Regions from separate parts of the Arachis hypogaea genome. Here region 2 is linked to region 1. Evidence: chromatin contacts called from public Hi-C data. All regions are on one chromosome and are shown on one strand. Each heading gives the region's core, a stretch centred on a gene start, on an enhancer-like site or on the middle of the called end of the contact. The rest is flanking DNA. Distances are from core to core; before and after follow the strand shown.

Region 1 (6,960 bases), core at 1,191-3,690:
AAATTCAAACTCGTTTACAAAACATGAATTCAAATTATAAAAAACGGACCAAAATACTTAAAGAAATTCAAGCAACTTGTACTAAAATTTGTGCAACCTTGAACAATAATCAACAAATTCAACAGCATCAATATTCCAGGTTCAAGCCAAATCAGAAGTAGAGATTCACCCAATCAACAGAGCATGACATTCAGATATTCCACAACAAATTCAGAATCACTAATCAAAAAATTCAGATATTCCACAACAAATTTAGATTATGTAAGACAAACAAGAAATCCAATTCACACAGAAGAAGAAGGTTTACTAGTTCAACCACAGCAGTTACAAGCAACGTCAACAGAAATTACAGAACAAGCCACAATTCAGCACGGCGAGTGGGGAGGACCAGCAAAACAGCGGCGAGGACGCGGGGAGCAGTGACGAGCGGCGAATAGAGAGAAACAACAGCGAACGGTGAGAGACGAGGACCGACGACAATGGCGGCAGCGGCGGCAATAAAGGATGCGAATCCCTTCAGCTCGCGCATCCTTCTCTCTCTCTTCCCTTCGGCTCGCGCATCCCTCTATCTCTCTTCGCGGTCAGCAACGGTGACGACGAGTCCAGTACGACGACGCGGCTCAACGGTGGCGACGAACCCAGTACGACGACCACTTCCCCCCCCCCCCCCCTCCCCCTTGTAATTCCTTTCCCTTTCTTCTTCCTCCCCCCTTATGATCCCTTCTCCCATTTAACTCATTTTTTTCTTTTTTTATTTTTTAATTAAGAATATTTTTAGAATAAAAATTAAAAATTTGGTAAAAATGACGATTTTAAAATTAAGTTAAATTTTATAATCGATTTTATAAGTAAAAAAAAAAAAGTGGAAACGATAAAAATTTTCAGTCCCTATTTTAAAAATTAAAATCATATTTAACCCTAAATATAATTTGCAAAACAACTTTTCAAACTAAATAAAAGAGTTTTTTTGGTATGCTAGTGTCTTCCTCTTAAAAATGTTGGAAAAAACATTTATACGTGTAGCACTTTTCATATTAAAAACTTGAAATACAAGACGCTTTTAGGTAAGAAAATATCGAACGAGAAAATGTCTCTCATTCCACCACCTTAATCGGATTTCACTCCTTTGTTGGAATCAAATTGCTCTTATGGTTTATCTACATGATTGGTTTTTTTATTAGTATGGTTTTTTCAATATTAAGTGTACGTCAAACATCAATCACCAGTATATTTATATATAAATATATATATAGTTTAATTTATTTAAAAAAAATAAATTATTAAAATAATATCTAAAAATTTATATCGCTAGCAGTAATAACCACAAAAAATGTTAAAGACAAATAAACTTCTCAAAAATTAAAAAATGTGACAAAAAAATTAAATATTAAATATATATTTAAAAAAAAGACTTCAAATATTATATTTTAATGTAATTTTTTGTAAATATTATTAAAAAAATAAAATTTTTTCATCCTCAAAATTTGTAATTTTATGTCAAATGACTTATTTTTAAATTTTTTTATTATGAATGATCAATTTTTTTTAAAACAAAAAGAAAAATTTAGAGATTAAATTTCATTATTCTAAATTTTTTTTAGCACATTCAAATATTACCACAAAAATTTGAATTTAATGGATAGATTATTATTTGCTAAATATGAAAGGTTTACGTCACTTATAAAAAATATAATATTTATTAGTTATTTTTTGTCTTATTTTCAAAAAATATTTAGATATTATTTTGTCTTCCAAAAAAATTTTTTGTCGGCAATTAAATTTTTTAAATATCAAATTAGTACTTAACTTTATTTTTAATATATATTATATATTGCATACATATTGTATATTAGTAATTAAGTTGATTTTAGGATATATTTAATATGGTTGTTAGTTCTTCAATTAGCCTATTATATTCACAATTCATTTTTTCCATAGAAAACCATATATAACTTTTTTTAGTCAAATCGATGTTATTTTTCTTATTATTTCTTCCAAGCAGAATAGCAATGATCTTCCAATCTTACCTTTATTATTAATTATCTTGGATAACTCTCGTTGTTATTATTGTTTGATGTTGTTGTTCGTGATTATTAATGGAGTACAAAAAGTCAGGTACTCTAAGAAAAAAAATGAAATGTGCATAAGCTATAAAAAAAACATGAAAGTGAGAAAATAAATAGATTGTGCATAATATGAAAAAGAAAAATAGTTGCTCTATGGATTGTTCATAATAAGCCATGAGAACAACTGATCCTAGGAAATGAGCGTGTTCGATTTCATAAATCAGGGGAACAATTTGATTCTATGTTGGTACGTGGAGAGAGATGCTTTTCTGTTTGCCGTTTTTTCTACTTGAAAGCATTAGGGAAGAAGGGAATAAAGGGATATATGCGTAGACATTTTTTTCTTGTAAAGACACGTCTGCAATGGTGTTTTTCACGTGTAAGGCGCTAGGCAGTGAGGCGCCTTCCAGTATGAAGTGTCATTGTGATAAAACGGTAGCACTCAAATAAATGATTTAAAAAATGTGACATTTTACTAATAAGTTTTTGAAACAATGATATATTAAAAAAAATAAAACAAATAAAAGATACAGTAATTAGTCCAATGTAAAAAAAGAAATAAAATAAGATGGAAAGGAAGAGATTCAAGAAATTTCAAACTAAATTTAAAAATCTAAAATTTTAACCCTATGAAAAATAATACATTCTAAATTTTGATAAATGAATAATTTTATAATGCTATATTCATATTATCGTTAGAATTTTTCTGTAAAAAATCGGATGTTAATCTTCATGCCAAATTATTCTATATATTTAGAGTGAATATTTAACTTGGTCTCTGTCCATTTTAAATTAGGATAAGACGATTTTCGTCAAAAAATATACTCATGCCGGTCCCTGTCTATTCTAAAAGTGAGCTATTACGACCTCTCCATCGTATTCCCTGATTACACTTGACGAAAGAAATCTTATGTGACAGTTACTGGCACTGATGTGGTGAATGTAGTGGTGTTGGATGTGCACACAAACCAGCTTAGAAGTTTATCAAACCTCATTGGCTGCCTTTGTAAGCTTAATGTCGCTAGAACCTCATCGAATACCTTCCCAAAACCATTGACGATTGTAGATCATTGGAGGAACTGAATGCCAACTTCAACAAACTGATACAACTTCCAGAAAACATTGGCTTGGAACTGAGAAAGTTGAAGAAGCTACTAGTGAACTCCAACAAACTCCTCTTCCTTCCACGCTCCACTTCACACCTCATCTCTCTCAAGGTCCTCAACGCCCGCCTCAACTGCCTCCCCTCCCTCCCCAATGACCTTGAAAACCTCGTCAGCCTCGAAACCCTCAACATCAGCCAGAACTTCTTTCGTTCTCTTCCTTGTTCTATTGGCCTCCTCTTCTCTCTCATTGAATTTGACATCAGCTACAACAGAATCACCTCCTTATCTCCCTCTATTGCTGCCTCAACAAGCTCCAGAAGCTCTGTGTCAATGGTAATCCGCTCATGTTACCACCATCGGAAGTGGTGGAGCAGAGATTGTATACCGTGAAGGGGGATCTCTGCCAGAAGATGAGAGGCCAAAGGGTCAAAAGATAAACTCTTGTCTAAAGTTGAAAAATTAATATTGATTTTATTTTTGTTGAATAGTTTGTCCTTGCATTATTTGAGTATGTTTAAAATTCTATAGGCTATGGCAAAAAATATTATTTCTCTTCAAACGTGATCTTTTTAGGGTAAAGGGGATGGTAGTAGAGAATGCCTATAGTTAGATGAAAAAGAATTCAAAAACCTAAGGAGTTGGGTGGGCTTAGAATGGGTGATGTTGTCATGAAAAATTATGTTCTATTATTTAAATAGCAGTGAAGATTTCAAAAGAAGGAGTCCCCTTTTCAGAAGGTGATTTTTCATATAATCAAGTTGTGTCATTTGGTGTGCAACCCAACATTCACATATGAAAGGTGGAGCAATATAGGGAAATATCATGAAGGTTGGTTAGCGTGATTTGAAGTTAGTGGATACCTTTCAACAGGGATTGTAACTAGAAGAGGGATGATGGGACGAGAACAAAGTTTTGGTATAGTGTTTGGTTAAAGGAGAGAGCTCTTAAGAAAAGATATCTTGGATTGTTTATGTTATCTACCAACAAGAAAGACACTATAAATGATTGTAGCTTTTGGAATGATTTATCATAGATGTGAAATTTGGAATGGAAAAGAACTTTGAAAACTTGGTAAAAGGAGAACCTTTAAGACCTTTTTTTGTTGGCTAGGGTAGGTGTGTACGAAAGGACTATTCACAAAATGATATGAAAGTATATTAAGAGAATATTTCAGTTAAGTCATTCTTACAAATTTTGTATATGAATAGCGAGCATACAAGTGAACTGAATATGTATAACTTCACTAAAAAATTATGAAAAAGTCTTTGTACCTTTGAGAGTGTAATTATTTGTTTAGTTTGTAGTTTTGAAAAAATTAAATACAAGAGAAAAACTAGCAAGGTGTAATATTATTTCATCTTTGATAAGCTATTGTGTTATATGTGAAGAGAAAGAAGAGAATGTGCACCACTTGTTTTTTATTGGTAAATTTTTGTAAAAATTGTGAGATATATTTTCTTCGATTGGTGTTTGTGCTGGGTGTGGTCTAGTAATGTGAGGTTGCTTTGAGTTTTGAGTGATTGCCATGCATTTGAGGAAGGAAAAACATGTATGAATTATACTCTTTCTTGCAAACATTTGGGATGTTCAGAAGTGCAGAAATAACAAGATGTTTAACAGCAATAATACGAGTTTGGAGAAAGTGTACTATTATATGTAATATCTTTTAAAGGCGTCTGAATTTTTAATTGGAATTATAGGAGAGTGCAAGCTAGTGATGTTTAAGATCTTAAGGCCGATACATGTTTTTTATGTTAGTCTAGTGTATTTTTTAGAGTAAATACCCTTTTCGGTCCCTGTCCTTTTTGAAAATTGACAAGCCGTCTCCTAACGTTTAAAAAATAAAAAATCGATCCCTTTCTTTTTCTTCCGTTAGACACATCAACCCTTTCATTAGACAAATCAGCCCTTGTCTATTTCTTCCGTTAGACACATCGACCCCTGTCTATTGGTCACAGAAGGATCGATGTGTCTAACGAAAGAAATAGACAGGGGCCGAAAGAAAAAGACAAGGGTCAATTTGTTATTTTTTAAAGGTTAGGAGGTGACTTGTCAATTTTCAAAAAAGATAGGGGCCGAAAAGGGTATTTACTCTATTTTTTATTGTGTTTTGTGATCTATATTTATTTTCTAACCATAAGTGTTAATTCTAGCTTCATTTTTATTTTTATCTTTGATATTTGTGTGGATGTTTTGATTGTTTATAGCTCACTTTCTATATTAGACTTGCGGTGGATAAACTAATTATTAAAAAAAAGTAGAAAAATAAGAGCAAGAAGAAGATAATAATTAAGGAAAAAATATATATTTTTTAAAAATAAATTTTTAGCAGAAGACAAAAATAGACTAAAATAAAATATTTGGGATAAAAATAAAATATTTTAAACAATAAAAATAAAATCAAAATTTAAATAAAATATTAAAGACTAAAATAATACTTTATCTTAATCAAAATATTCATTACTCACTATAATTATCCAATGATATGATACTAATCTACTTTAATTGATCAAAGAATATTAGTTGTAATATTTTAATTATACAATAATTCAAATTAACATAATAATGATATGTAAGCATAAATTATTTCTATATTTTTAGTATATAAGAGATGTTTATGGATTTGATAAATCGAGTTCACTTTATTCTATATCCGTCCTAAATTATTACTATTTTTTTTAATATTTATTCAATTTTAGACCCAATAAAATTTTAATTGTTCGGATCAATCATATATCGGGTTTTAACTAGAAATTGAAGATGAAGATAGATCACAACAATTAGTATTCAGTAAATGAATAAAATAATAATAACATTGAAAAAAAATAAATACAATCAAAGTTAAAGATTAAGGGAATGATATCAACAACACAATTTAAAAATATTAAAATTCTTTCCATTTAAAAGAAATGAATTCAGTAACAATATTATCTATCGTTCATACTAAAAAATTAAAGCAAAAACTTTGTTCACTCAGAGAGAGAGAGAGAGAGAGAGAGAGAGAGAGAGAGAGAGAGAGAGAGAGAGAGAGAGAGAGAGAGAGAGAGAGAGAGAGAGAGAGAGAGAGAGATCATCATGTTTCCACCTCTGTGATCTCAACCTCAATATAGGTGGAAGAGGGTAGATCCAACAAGAAACAATGGCAGAAAGAAAGCTGATGGTGGCACCAGCAACGAATAAAAGTAAAAAGAGACGACAAAGCACAGTAAAAGACAACAATAGTAGAGTAATGGCTACGAAAAAGAGCCGCGAGAGAGAGCCAACAATAAAAATCCAAATCTAGCAGTGAAGAAAAGCATAGGCGAGATCTAAGCACAAGAAGCACACCAATGATGAATCGTGGTAGATTGGTGATTGAGGTTGACTGGTGAGAAAGAAAGGAGATCAAAGAAAAGAAGAGGAAAAAAAAGATTTTGGTTGGTTTGTGCTGCCGCGTAGAATTAGTCGTGGGAGCTGACTGAAGCGCAAAGAAGAAGACAACACTTGAAAGTAGTCAAGCTGAAATTTTCTGTTTTTTAGTGAGTATGATTGTATAGTATATATCATGCATGGGTTAATTCCCTTTTTTGAGTTCAATCAAAATAGGTCAAGTGACCTAAGCCATGACCCTAACCCAATTAAATGCTAATTTAGTTGAATTAATTTTTTAAACTTTAAATTTAACCTAATCACTATTAAAATGGGCTAAATTTGACTCAAGCTAACTAAACCTAGGTCAATTCTTTAGAACAAATCGAATCATGTGCACCACTAGATATAAATTATTACATATTTATGAAATGCTTAGT
Region 2 (6,914 bases), core at 1,689-4,188, 98 kb before region 1:
AGATTTCCATTTAGATGTAGAATCTTTAGTGCAGAATGTTGAGGAAATGCATCAGGAATGTGGCCATCAAGCTTGTTATGCTCCAGATTTAGTACCTTAAGATACTCCATCCGCATTAAACAATCTGGAATCTTCCCTTTCAACTGATTATAGGAAAAATCAAGAGCTTGAAGATATGACATCTTGCACAAGGATTGAGGAAGGTTCCCAGATAAACTATTGTTGGAGAAAGACAAGAAAAATGTGGAAGACATATAAGTGCTAATATCTGATGGAATGATAGAGCTGAAGTTGTTCATCGAGCAGTCCAAAAAATAAAGTTGTTTTGAGAGAAATGTTGGAAAGTTCCCTTGGATTTGGTTAGAGTGAAGGTCAATGAAGTACAAAGAGGCACTAACATTCTGTATCGGCTCTTCAAACATGGTGAACAAATTGTTGGAGATGTTTAAGAAAGTAAGGGAGGAAAATTGCCAAATCCACCTTGGTATAGGTCCTTGAATAAGATTTCCTGAGAGGTCTAAATTGGATAATCTAGACTGATTTCGCAGAAAACTAGGGAACCTTGTCAAATTGCAGGAAGCCAAATTTACATCCCACTTTCTGAGGATGGAAGATATGCCCAAGTCAGTAGTAACATTTGCTTCTATGCCCAAGTCAGTAACATTTGCTTCTATCAACAAGCTATTGTGTGAAAAATCTAGTGTAGTTAGATTTTCAAGCCTCCGAAACATTTTTGTGTATATTGTAACATTTAATTTGTTTGAAGACAACAGGAGTTCTTCTAGTGACTTGAGTTGAAAAATGAACTCAGGAATGGGGCCTTGTAAGCTATTATTGCTCAAATCCAGAGTCTTTAACATGGTGGAAGATAAGTTTGGAAATTCATGTGGGAATGCTTGAAAATTGTTGTTGTAAAGTTTAAGATATTCTAGCAATGGAAGTTCAAAAAGAGAAGAAGGTAGGCTTCCGTTGAGGCGATTGGCCCCTAAATCAATGTAGTTCAACTCCATGAAGCCTTTGAAGTGATCAGATGTAATTGAACCTGTTAAATCATTGTGAGACAGGTCTAAATGAGTGAGATTCTTGAACATATTGAAGGATGGAATTGGCCCTTGTATATTGTTACTGCTTAAGCCTAGATGGCTCAAGAACATGGTAGAAGATAAATTTGAAAACTCAAGTGGGTGACTCTGAAAATTATTGTTGGAAAGTACAATGGTTTGTAGCAATGGGAGTTCAAAAAGATAAGAAGGCAGGCTTCCATTGAAGAAATTGTTAGACACATCTATATGGGTCAGTTTCTTGGACATGTTAAAAGATGGAATTGAATTGGTGAACTTGTTATGTCCCAAATCCAAAATAGTGAGTTCCATGAGGTTTGACATTGAACTGGGGAGTGTTCCACTAAATTGGCTTCCAAAAAGATCTAAGATGGACAACTTCCTCAACTTACTTATAGAACCTGGTACTGCTCCTGACAACTTTGTCATACTCAACTTCAGAGTCTGGAGATGATCATTTGATGCGAATTCCAGCAAAGAACCATACAGATTTGTATTGTCAGATATATCTATAAAAGATAATGCTGATATCTGAAAGATCTTCTCTGGAAACTTCCCTCTCAATTCACAATCACTAAGGCTTAGAGTGGATAGACTTTTGAAATTGGCAAAGGTTTCCGGCACCACAGATGAGAAGTCGTTCCCATCAAGGCGAATCGTGGAGAGATTCTTAAGTTTGTGAAGCGCCGAATCAAGGGGGCCTAAGAGATTGCAATATGACATGCTTATTTCTTGTAGGCCAGGTAGTTGCAACAAAGCATTGCACCATTCCTGTCCCGAAGCACTTATATCAACATAATCAAGATGCAAGTACCTGATCCTAGTGAGGTTTTGGACTAGCTTCTGCAGATTTGGAATATTTAGTTCAATGGATGAGGAGATATCAAGAGTAACTAGCCTTGTCAACTGAGAAATCTCCATTGGAATCTCCCCCACAAAGAAAGCATATGACAGATTCAGATAAGTTAAGTTCTTCAACTTGCTGAATCCAGATGGTATCTTAGAATGGAAGTTGTTGGTAGCCAAATTCAAAACTTGGAGATTCTGAAGACTAAAAAGGCTACTGGAATTGTCAAAACCCCCACAGATTGATTCCTCGCTAAGGTCGAGACCAGAAACATGCCCCTTGTTATCACAGGTTACACCTTTCCATCGACAGCAATCAATGGTTTCATTCCAGGACACCAGTTTGCTTGAATGTTCATGCTCGAATACGAAGCTGCTCTTTAGTTGAAGCAGCAATGATTGTTGATCCTCAAGACATTGGCCATGGACCAATGTGACAGTAACAGCAAGGTGAGTCCAGCAGCAGTAGCAGAATATGAAGAAAAGCCATGAAACTAACGGAATGTTCATTGCACACTATTTGAAGAGACACCACACAACACAACTCAAGGCTCAGAAAGTTTTGAGACAGAGAAATGAATGACCAAAAGCATAGAAATGTTTTGAGCACGGCATGATCAAAGAGACAGACTTAGACTCGGTAAGTGGAGATATTTGTCAAAGTAAACCATGCTCGTACAGAGAAAACAATGTCATAAACTCATAATTTCATGCCGTGTTATACATTTTCCATGTTAGTCCCTTTCTGTCGGAAGATTTTTCCATGTTCTAGCTTGTGAAATGGGGCGTGAATATTAGGAATTTTAGATGAATTTCCACCGCTACTGTTATGGTGGATTCTCATATCATTTTAGATGATGGAGTTAAACATTCATTATTTCAATATTTTGGACAATGGGGTTGAAATCATTTGCATGGTATTAGAGTAATTACTGTCTTATTGAATTGATTGGTGGCTACTGGCTAGTGACTACAAAAATACTTTCTAGTATAAACTAATAGGTAGAAATTTGTCTTAACAGGTCATTTATAGAGAGTAACCGAATAAGTTATAGAAAAGTTATCAGGTGTGCCATTGTCCTTTTTGGAATAGCGCTATTCCTAGCACTAACGGGTAGAAGTGTTTTTTTTGTCGTTATACAAACACTCAAATTACAATAACATCATCGTTTTTTATTTAGGAAATTACATGCAGGGTCAGCTGGATTGGAATAAGGAGAGAGCAATAGCCAAGTTGGTAACAGACTCAACTGGATTGAAGTGAGGAGAGAGCAATAACCAAGTTGGTGTTGGGATCGAATGCGCTAGTTAGCAAAATTGGGGCTTCCAGTGGTGTCAGAAATGGAAGACGGTGAAGGTTTGAGGGTCGGTAGAAATGGCAACGGAGGGTGCAACGGGCAGCATTAGGGGATGTTGGATACGGTGGACCATCATTTTAAGAAGGAAATTTCACTTGAATGCATCGAGACCAAAGTGGACAAAGTTAGACGGACAAATACTACAACTAAAGTTAGTAATAAAGACACATTAGATGTAGATGATGTTTATGATGAAGTATATACATGTTTAATAGTTTGCTTGCAATTGAGAATGGTGTATTGTGAGGCATTGATGGTGGTTTATTGAGTATTGGATTGTAGGAGAGGTGGGTAATGCTGCTAATGCAGTGGAAAGTATGAATGAGCGAACTGCAGTAATGTTGGGAGTGTGCTCGCAACGTGGTCATTAGGAATTGAAATTTGGGAAGGGTTTGAGTGGGAGATTACAAGTGAGACAGGAAAATGGTTAATTATTGCATGTTAAGAGTATGTTGAGTTAATGTGAACGATCATGAAATTGAAATTACTGGTTTAATGATAGTGTTTGAGGTGTATGGTTGTGAATTGTTCTTGTTTCAGTCAGGTTGCATGAAATAATTGCTTGTTGAAATTGGAATTTATGAGATATCTCTAAAAATAATAATTTCAAGACCTGCTTGGTTTGAGCCATTGAGATTAGGTGGTGTGCAGGTCAGACAAAGTGATTCGCAATGGAAGAGGTTCTTGGGTGCTGGATGGAAGGCGCATTTGCGGATGAGGCGGTATTGGATGGAGTGAGTGAAAGGGTGGGGGACGTTGCCTTCGAAGAGGTATGTGGTAGGGAGGTTTGGTTAAAAGATGCATTTTACAATGCGGCAATCCAATGTGAATATGCAAATAGCTTCATTATTTAAGTTTGGCAATGTGAACTCAATACATGAATTAATTATGTTTTCAGGAAATAGCACAACATATGGGAATGAAAGATGATGACGTTGAGGTAGCTGGAGGACAGCAAAGTGTTGAGAATGTAATGGACGCTGCTGAAGTTACGACAATAACGGCTGATGATTTTTTGCGAATGGAGTTCAACAATCCTAAGGAAGCTGCTCGTATATATGAAGAGTACAGTCGGGTGAAGGGTTTTGCTGTTCGACAAGGTAGGAAGATAAAAAACAAGAGAGAAATTTGTGCGGATTACGTATTTGTGCAATAGAAAAGGTTTTCGGGACAAGAAATGGTTAGAAAAGCAGGATCACAAAAGAGAGCACAAGGTTGTCACCCGTTGTGGGTGTCCTGCCGAGATGCGGATAAAGTCAAGGATTGTCACAGGAAAGTGGTTTGTGGCACGTTTTGTGGATGACCATAACCATCATCTTTTGCCTGAAAAGTTTTGGAGTACTTGCCTGCGCACAGGAGGAGATGTCATAAGCATAAAATTCTTTAAGCATGTGAATTCGTTTACAGCAGACAGTCGATGTTAAGCCATGATTTTAATCTGTTGCAGGTGTCATATGCTGGCAATGAAAGCAACAACCGTCGAACAAGAGTATGCTAAATTTAGACGTAAAAGAAGGATTTATGGTAAGGGTGAGATGCTATGAAGGAATTGGAAGGTGTGTGTTGGCAACAGGTAAAGAAATGTCCAAACTGAACTGAATATGTTAAATGTTTCTAAAGAGATGAATCCCGCACTGTCAATTAATTTTGTGTGAAGATTTTTCTTCTTAATCTAAATGAGGTTATTATATTCGATATGAGGTAACCATGGTGATTACCATCATCTTGACCCATAGAATAGGGTGGTTCATTTGCAAGTATGTGCAATTTCATTATACCGAATCAATCTGTGTTATGTAACAATCCAAAGTTTTGATTCTCAAAGCAATCCACCTGGGTACAGCAAGCAACCCCAAAGATGATTTTAGAGTGAAGTCATCGCATGAGTACAGCAAGCACATGAGAGTACTCATTTATTAAATTTCAGAAACATTTATCCATGTACAAACAAGAGACTGGTATAGATTTATTGGGTCACTGTACTTCTCAATTACTATTACTATAACCTGAAATTTACCTTGTCCAAATGTACCTCAATTAACATTTAGCAGGAGTACATACAAGATACCACATGCAGCTTAGGTTGAGTTACGCAACTGGTGCAAACAATTAATAAGCATCAGTTTTAAATTCTTTGTTATAAAAAAATGTATAAAATTTACACTTGAAAATTTCAAAGCTGAATTTTAGAATTTTAAATCATAATTTTGAAACTTAATTTAAAGATTCAAAATTGAAAACTTTCATTTCAGTTTCGCCACTTTAGATGACTAACAAAATACAATTTAAAAACAATTTTTAGAAAACACTTTTGATGTGTCATAAACGAAAAGAAAAACTATTTTTTATAGAGATACATCTTAATCATTTTAACACATTTTTTATAGAGATACATCTTAATCATTTTAACACATTCAAATATGTAATTCATGAAAAAACCTACTAATAATAAAAAGTAAGAAATACTAAGATTTAGAGGTGAAACCATGTTTTTAACGTCTAATTTTAAATTATAAATTTGAGATTTTGGGTGTATTTAAAAAATATTTTCGTAACTTGTTAGGGTATTGTAACAATAATAAAATTCGAGAAGCACGGTCTAAGGGAATGACAGAGAATGATGAAGTAACTTTTCTCTGAAGTTGATAGGAAATGAGAGAATTTTTCGTAATTAATACTTAACTTAAACTAAGTTATCAACATGTTTATCTCCAACAAAGCCATGTGGTTAACTAAGATTTAATTAAATAATTTTATCTGATTTAAAAGGACGATAAAAGACTTAAAGTTCATAGAGAACTCCCATTTCTCTTTTCATTATACAATTCTGTGTTGCGTGGATTTTTTTTATTGCCCATCCAAGTAGCTGAACCTTTGCTATTAACTCAACTCTCATTCTCCTAAAACTCCTTTATGTTGGACATGACTTGTTCAATTATCTACATTATTCATCTTTCTGACCGTTCTTATTAGAATTGGGATAAATGAATACTGTTTAAATGTAAAATAAGTTAGACATGTACGTTAACCGCCTCATTCCGTATTCAACAAAAGCGGCAAGGCACAAATATAATCAGCAAGAAAGTTGGGAGATTTAATTCTCCTCCATAGCTAAAGTCGAGTGAAAGAACTACACCTAAAAATATTAAGCAAGAAATTAATTTATGAGGTCACTACGCGATTTTGAAAGGATGATATCGCCAACTCAATTGAAAATCTACATATTGTCAGTAACTATTTAAGTTACCTGTGCGAATAAGAAAACAAGATACGACGCAAGGATTCATGGATTCAGAGTCACACAACTAAAATAAGGCCAATCACCCAAGGCATGAATGGACTTGTTTTAGTTGCTATAGGAGCAGCTGATCCCCTAAGTTCAACTTAACAAAGTTTATAAGTCATACATCAGTTGATTTCCATTACACTATTGACATAAACACGGGATATAGGTTCTAGCATGTGCTAAACCTTACCCAAGACACATAACAAGGTGGTGCAAAAGGGCATTGAATCCACAGCCAAAAGGAGCAAAAAGTTAGTGTCGTCATCTTCTGCACGACCCAAATAGACTTAGTGCGATAATTACTTAACAGGACTTCTTCCGAGAAAAGCATAATTGACAACAAACAGATATCTAGTCTGATTA

Evidence for each region. Hi-C and Micro-C count contacts between places; a contact is called where the count stands out from the background.
Region 2: a Hi-C map of an unstated tissue shows a contact between it and region 1, with 2.6 times the contacts expected there. The contact joins the promoter of LOC112797066 here to the enhancer-like site in region 1. A contact is called at or near these places in 2 of 8 Hi-C or Micro-C datasets (leaf and an unstated tissue).

What each region holds. Positions count from the first base shown.
Region 1 is chr4:101,313,286-101,320,245 of arahy.Tifrunner.gnm2.J5K5, reverse strand. It overlaps the pseudogene LOC112795086. Among protein-coding and RNA genes, the nearest start is that of LOC112797062, 14 kb to the right of the region's middle. Within about 2 kb of position 2,440, at least 1 of the 3 cell types and tissues checked has open chromatin away from gene starts, as enhancers often do.
Region 2 is chr4:101,412,070-101,418,983 of arahy.Tifrunner.gnm2.J5K5, reverse strand. LOC112797066 reads left to right here and starts at 2,938. Exons shown (of 3, transcript XM_072234686.1): 1 at 2,938-3,416; 2 at 3,906-4,035; 3 at 4,164-4,955. The coding sequence starts at 3,937. The coding sequence ends at 4,421. It overlaps LOC112797065, which reads right to left and starts at 2,604. Exons shown (of 3, transcript XM_072234687.1): 1 at 1,284-2,604; 2 at 1-1,082. The coding sequence starts at 2,417. It overlaps LOC112797064 (a long non-coding RNA gene), which reads right to left. Exons shown (of 2, transcript XR_003199573.3): 2 at 6,447-6,914.